Regions from separate parts of the Mus musculus genome. Here region 1 is linked to region 2. A link is a contact called in public promoter capture Hi-C data. All regions are on one chromosome and are shown on one strand. Each heading gives the region's core, a stretch centred on a gene start, on an enhancer-like site or on the middle of the called end of the contact. The rest is flanking DNA. Distances are from core to core; before and after follow the strand shown. Region 1 has its middle 14 kb from the start of 2900052L18Rik. Region 2 overlaps Aatk (apoptosis-associated tyrosine kinase).

Evidence for each region. Promoter capture Hi-C pulls out the DNA fragments that hold promoters and counts their contacts.
Region 1: a promoter capture Hi-C map of the HPC-7 cell line shows a contact between it and region 2, with 3 times the contacts expected there. The contact joins two enhancer-like sites. A contact is called at or near these places in 6 of 39 promoter capture datasets (the C10 cell line, the HPC-7 cell line, the SN4741 cell line and 3 more), 1 of 15 datasets of contacts at CTCF or cohesin (embryonic stem cells), 33 of 484 Hi-C or Micro-C datasets (the Ba/F3 cell line, the C2C12 cell line, the G1E-ER4 cell line and 7 more), 5 of 115 datasets of contacts at active chromatin or transcription factors (all in embryonic stem cells) and 4 of 9 other capture datasets (adipose tissue, embryonic stem cells, liver and 1 more).

What each region holds. Positions count from the first base shown.
Region 1 is chr11:120,215,798-120,218,664 of GRCm38.p6, reverse strand. No RefSeq gene overlaps it. Among named protein-coding and RNA genes, the nearest start is that of 2900052L18Rik, 14 kb to the left of the region's middle. Within about 2 kb of position 1,569, at least 92 of the 459 cell types and tissues checked have an H3K27ac peak or open chromatin away from gene starts, as enhancers often do. A contact at or near this core is called in the HPC-7 cell line, where this site is marked.
Region 2 is chr11:120,027,083-120,030,089 of GRCm38.p6, reverse strand. The region is part of intron 1 of Aatk (apoptosis-associated tyrosine kinase); the gene reads left to right. Among named protein-coding and RNA genes, the nearest start is that of Mir338, 14 kb to the right of the region's middle. Within about 2 kb of position 1,544, at least 30 of the 459 cell types and tissues checked have an H3K27ac peak or open chromatin away from gene starts, as enhancers often do. A contact at or near this core is called in the HPC-7 cell line, where this site is marked.

The sequences.
Region 1 (2,867 bases), core at 320-2,819, 190 kb before region 2:
TTCCGCAGCACAGGGCGGCAGATGGTGCTGCGTATTGCGGCTCAGTCAGACTGGAAGAAAGTCCCTCCTACTCTCAGGTGGATCAGCAGTTTTGTCCCATTTAGTCCTTTCTTCAACTGATGGGATGAGGTCCTCCCCAGTCAGGAAGGGCTTCCGCGCTCAGTCTGCATGCACCCTGTCAAAGGATAACCTCACCTGGACATACCCTCAAAGACACACCCAGAGTCTATGTCTGGACATCTCCCGGCCCAGTCAAGTTGACGTAGAGACTGAGCCATGGCCTGTTAACTACAGCTAGGAGTGGGGCAGCTGGGTCCCCACCCGGAATCAGGATGTGTAGTAGTAGCCAATGGCTCTTGGCCGCGGTCAGCCTGCCATGCACTCTTCCTGAGCCTCACCGACTCAGATTGGTCTTTCTTAGCTTAGCCGTTCTAGGGAGTATGAAATAACATCCTCGGGAAAGCCTCCCTACCCTAATGATTGGAGAGGCCATTTCGTCACCTGCAGACAAGCCGTTTAGATGCCTTTCTGGTCCACAAAATGACTGCTTTGCTGTTTCTTACTGATTTGCGGCTTCGTATAGTATGGATGCAAACTCTTGAACAAACATCTCTCTGTCCATCTACTAAGGCACACAGAGGTGGAAGGGCATGAAGCTTACTCATTTACTCTCCTAATAGCCCCTCCAAGGTCTTAATGTCTCCCCTGCCCTGTGGTGCCAGGGATCAAGCCTAGGGCTTTGTGCATCGTTACGAGAACATTCTACTATGCGGCTACCCTACTACCATTTAAAAGTAAATTGTTACAGAGCCTGGAGATATAGCTTAGTGGTTAAGAGCACTGGCTGCTCTTCCAGAGGACCTGGGTTCAATTCCCAGCACCCACACGGCAGCTCACAAGCGTCTGTAACTCCAGTTTTAAGGGATCTGACACCCTCGCAAAAGCATATATACAGCCTGAAATCAGTGCACATAAAATAAAAGTCAATTATTAAAAATTCATTGCATTTATCTATTTGTGGGTCAGTATGTGTACACGTGCCAAATGCATGGGTGGAGGCCAGAGGACACCCTGCAGGAGTCAGTTCTCTTCCACCGTAGGTCGGGGATCCATTTCAGGTCATCCGGCGTGGTGGCAGACACTTTTACCCACAGACCCATGGTTTTCAAGTTCTTGTTCCATGAGGTCCAGTCTGGTTTTCATGGTTACTGCCATTGTTGTCCCGCAGAAGAAATCTCTGCGGAACAATGTCTAGAAAAGCTCCTGCCTTTTATTCTAGACCAAGGGTCTTACTTTTCACCTCTGGTCCACGATCCACTTCTAATTCTTTTTAAATATCTATATGATGCGGTGCTGGACTGGGGCAGTTTTCCCCTGTCACTGTCCAGCTGACGAGGCAGCCTGCAATGATGGGCTGTACTGCCTGCTGCACTGCAGTGGTCTTTGTTATAAATCAGCAGGTGGGGGAGGGGAAGCTTCCTGGACCCGCCTTCCTGTCCACGGGTCTATTTGACTGTTCCTGTGCCAATCATCTGGGCCTTTACTGGCTACTCAAAGCCCACCCACAGGTTTAAGCAGAGAGGCCTCAGGACAAGGCTGCAGGCGGGCTCCAAAGCTTATCAGTGGTCTGGCCCTGTGTGTCTATTCAGCTCCCTCCTTCAGCAGCCCAGTGGCTGCATTCTGGCCTCTGTGTGATCCTCAGGCAGTGAACTGAGCTGCAGGCTGGGCAGCTGAAGGCCTGACCAAGATCATGTTGCAGTTCCCAGGGGGTGGCTCTTCCACCTACCCTACCCAGGCAGGACCCCTAGCCCACCCTATTCCAGAAATGTCCCAAGCACAGCCTCTTGAGGTCTGTCCTGAGGAGGCAGCTGGAGGCAAAGGGCATGCCTTCCTATTCCGGCTGTGCAGCCAGCGAACTCTACGGTTCAGCCACAATCATTCATCTAGGGCCTGTGGGTCTGACATGTGGACAGGAAGAGAAATCCCACACGGAGCCAGACTCTGGGGCTTATGAGGAAGCAAGGGCCAGATTATGAACAAAGCACACACGTGGGGCTGCCATTTTAAGTCGTGCTGACATCTGAGGACAGCTGCAGGAGGTAAGGAGCAGGTCCCACAGGAATGAGGAGTGGGTGCTTCCGGAATAGCAAAGGCCCTAAGGTGTCCAGAAGGGAAAGGAAGCCTAGGTCTTCCCTTGGGTTAGGAAGGGGAGACGGAGGAATGATCACCTAGAGGCAGCCTCTGGATGGACAGAGTGGCTGAATCCCAGAGGTTCTTGAAGGCCACTAAAGCCTCTAGCTCTAGAATCAAAGATGGGGGGCCAGGGCAGGGGGAGAGAGAAGGCACTGGGGATGGGAAGGACCAGGGCCAGGAATGACTTTAGCACGATGTCTGGGGACTCAGGAGTGAAGGGGTTGGAGGGTGAGGTCACTCCTGCCTCTAGCGCTGGGGCTGATTGTCTGAGGGGTACTTCAGTAAGCTGTGGGTCAAAGGGGGTTGGAGCGCCTCTAAGAGATCTGGGCCCTGTGTGGCTGCCCACCAGACTGACGTCAGGAGCTGGTGTGTGAAGTGGGCCCTTCCCGCCAGGGACATGAACTTAGGGATTGGAAAGCAGGAATTCAGATCGGGTCATGGCAAGGGCGGGAAGGGACAGGATGGAGCCTCAGGGAGGAGGTCAGGGAGGGGACACCATGAGGCAGATCAGGGTGGCGTCAGAAAGCCTGCAGAGGAAGGCTTCTCTGGGAGGGCGTCACCCCAGGACCCCCAAAGGAGGCCTGAGCAGTGGCCCTTGGATCTGCTGTGGTGGCGGTTGGTGACTTGGACAGTCTCTCATATCTCTTCCTTGTATCCATGCCTCAAGCCAAGTC
Region 2 (3,007 bases), core at 295-2,794:
CGTGTTTCCAGACAGTGGCCGAGTGCAGAATGAGCCTGAGGGCTTGAGGGGTGTGTCCGGCCCAGCTAATAAGCATGTGACCTGAGAGGCACACTTCTGTCCAGAACCTTCCAGGCAGCAACAGAGTGTCTGCCTAGCATTCAAACAGAAGGGAAGGGGGTGGGAGAGGCCCGAACCATGCTCACATCAGCACTGGCTGCCGGCCAGCCTGACCCGTCACACTGTGAGTGTTGCTGGGAGCTCTAGTCCAATCAGGGCCTGGTATACCTGCCCTGCTGCCAAGGTTGGTCTGCCTGTTTATGGGTACCTTCTCCTCCCCATGTGGCCTGTCCTGTGTCACCTGGGAGGCAAAGAGGATCTGAGGAATGTGCTCACCTCTGAGGCTTCCCTCCCCTGAGAAGGGCCACATGTTTATTTTCAATGGCTTCCCTGACAACTGGGGTCAAAAGGTTAAGGTCAATCCCATTGGTTGACAGCAAAGGGTCAAAGGGCCACCACCCATGGAGCTATGGGAAGATCTACCAATATCTGCAAAGTCTCCTTGGCCAGGCTAAGCAGGTGACACAGCTGCAGGCCAGAGGGAGAAGCAAGTGGGCAGCCTTGGGGTCACTCTGACAACCGCAAGTACACTCCCACCAAACCTGGGCCTCCTGAGACACAAAGGCAGTCACTACCCAAACACGGTTCAATTTCTGGAAAATCTCAGCATCTGGGGGTTGGGGGTAACATGAGTAGCTAAGAGATCCTGGGCAGGTGGCACACATCTTTGATCCCAACACTCGGGAGGCAGAGGCAGAGAGGCAGGCGATCTCTGAGTTCGAGGCCAGCCTGGTCTACAGAGTGGGTTCCAGGACAGCAAAAGCTACATAGAGAAACGTTGTCTTTGGGAAAACAAAGCCAACCAATCAACAGCAATAAGAATAGAGAGGAGAGGGGGCTGGAGAGATGGCTCAACAGTTAAGAGCGCTAACTGCTCTTCTAGAGGTCCTGAGTTCAATTCCCAGCAACCACATGGTGGCTCACAGCCCTCTGTAATGGGATCTGATGCCATCTTCTGGTGTGTTTGAAGACAGCGACAGTGTACATAAAATAAATAAATCTTTAAAAAAAAAAAAAGAATAGAGAGGAGAGGGCTGGCTGACACCGCACAGTGGAGGGGATCGCCCAGCTCCCATCAGACAGGCCTCAGCAGTACAGGAGTGGCACCAACATGGCTGCTCCCGGGAGCTGAGTGATGTGGAGTTTGGAGCTTGTAGTGGATCTGGGTGCTTGCAGACAAGACTGATGACAGAAATCTTAACGAAAGTGTTTTTGGACACCCACCCCATGGTAAGGTCCCACTCCTATGCAAATGTGGCTTTGTGTAATGATTCCTGACCACATCCCCCAGCCAAGTCCTGCGAGGGAGTGTGGGAGATGGACGGCCAGGGTGGGGGCGCCTGTGAACTGGGCCTCTCAGGGCAACAACTAGCATAGGACTGGGTAGGAGGCACTAATGACCTCAGCGGAGCCAAGGCCTCAGTGTGGTTAATGTTTAAAGCGCTTCCTAAGACACAGGGAGAACCGCGAAGGCATGCACACACTTTCTGTTTTATTCAGTGTGACGGTTTAGAATGGGCGGTCAGCTTGATGGTGGGCAGGGCCGTCCTGTCAGCATGCCCTAGCTGGGCGTGGTTTTCTGTCTGTGCTCCTGAGCCCGGGTGGAATTGCAGGCCGCCCACTACAGAGACTTAGATTTGTAAGGCCTGCTTATACAGTGATGCTTCCAACCCAAACCGAGGCCCTGTCGCTCTCAGTGTCCAGAGACAGGATGGTGCCTGGTACTCAGTGTTGTGACTTGTGTGAACCACAGCACAGCATCACCTGCCTTTCACCTCTACCCTTTCCTACAGAGCCTTGGTCCCAGGCCAAGGGCCATGGCTTTTCCATCCCCATCTCTACCCATGTCAGCTAAAGATGTTGGGCCTAGCTCTCTTGGTGTTAGTGCCAGGGAATGTCTGGGGGCCGGGCCAACCCCGAATCATACTTGAGGTGCTGCACGGTCCTCTCATGCATCTAGCTCTCCCTTCCCTTTCCATTTATTTATTTATTTTGGTTTTTTGAGACAGAGTTAAGACCAGGCTGTAGATCTGCCTGCCTCTGTCTCTCGAGCTCTGGAATTAAAGGCGTGCGCCACCATTGCCTGGCCTAGCTTTTCCTTTTCCTTTTTCCTTTTCCTTTTCCTTTTCCTTTTCCTTTTCCTTTTCCCTTTCCCTTTCCCTTTCCCTTTCCCTTTCCCTTTCCCTTTCCCTTTTCTTTTCTTTTCTTTTCTTTTCTTTCCTTCCTTCCTTCCTTTCTTCCTCTCTCTCTCTTTCATATTCATATATACATATACATATACATATACATATACATATACATATACATATACATATACATATACATATACATATACATATACATATACATATACATATACATATACATATACATATACATATACATATACATATACATATACATATACATACAGTGTAGCTGTCTTCAGACTAACCAGAAGAGGGCATCGGATCCCATCACAGATGGTTGTGAGCCACCATGTGGTTGCTGGGAATTGAGCTCAGGACCTCTGAAAGAGCAGTTAGTGTTCTTAACTGCTGAGCCATCTCTCCCGAACCATCTGCCTTTCCTTTCTTTAACCAATCACTTTGCATGATCTCTATGGTTCCTAGGCCTCAGTGGCACTTAGTTGGGACCCAGGATGGAGCCAGTTTGGATAACTTCTGTGTTTGCGGGTTGTGGTTGGCTTTAGTCAGTCTGGGAGGAGGGTCCCTGGGGCTCCCCTGGTGCAGGTGGGCTTCAGAAACCCAGGTACACATGCAGATTTGAGAGTTTAAGAGCATTCCTGGCTGTGTGGTTCTGGCCATTCCAGTTGGCTGTCTCTTCCTGCCCATCCCCCATCAGGGACTTGGGCACTGAATAACAGACAGGCCTGTTGGGTCTCTGTGACGGCTACGGCCAGCAGAGG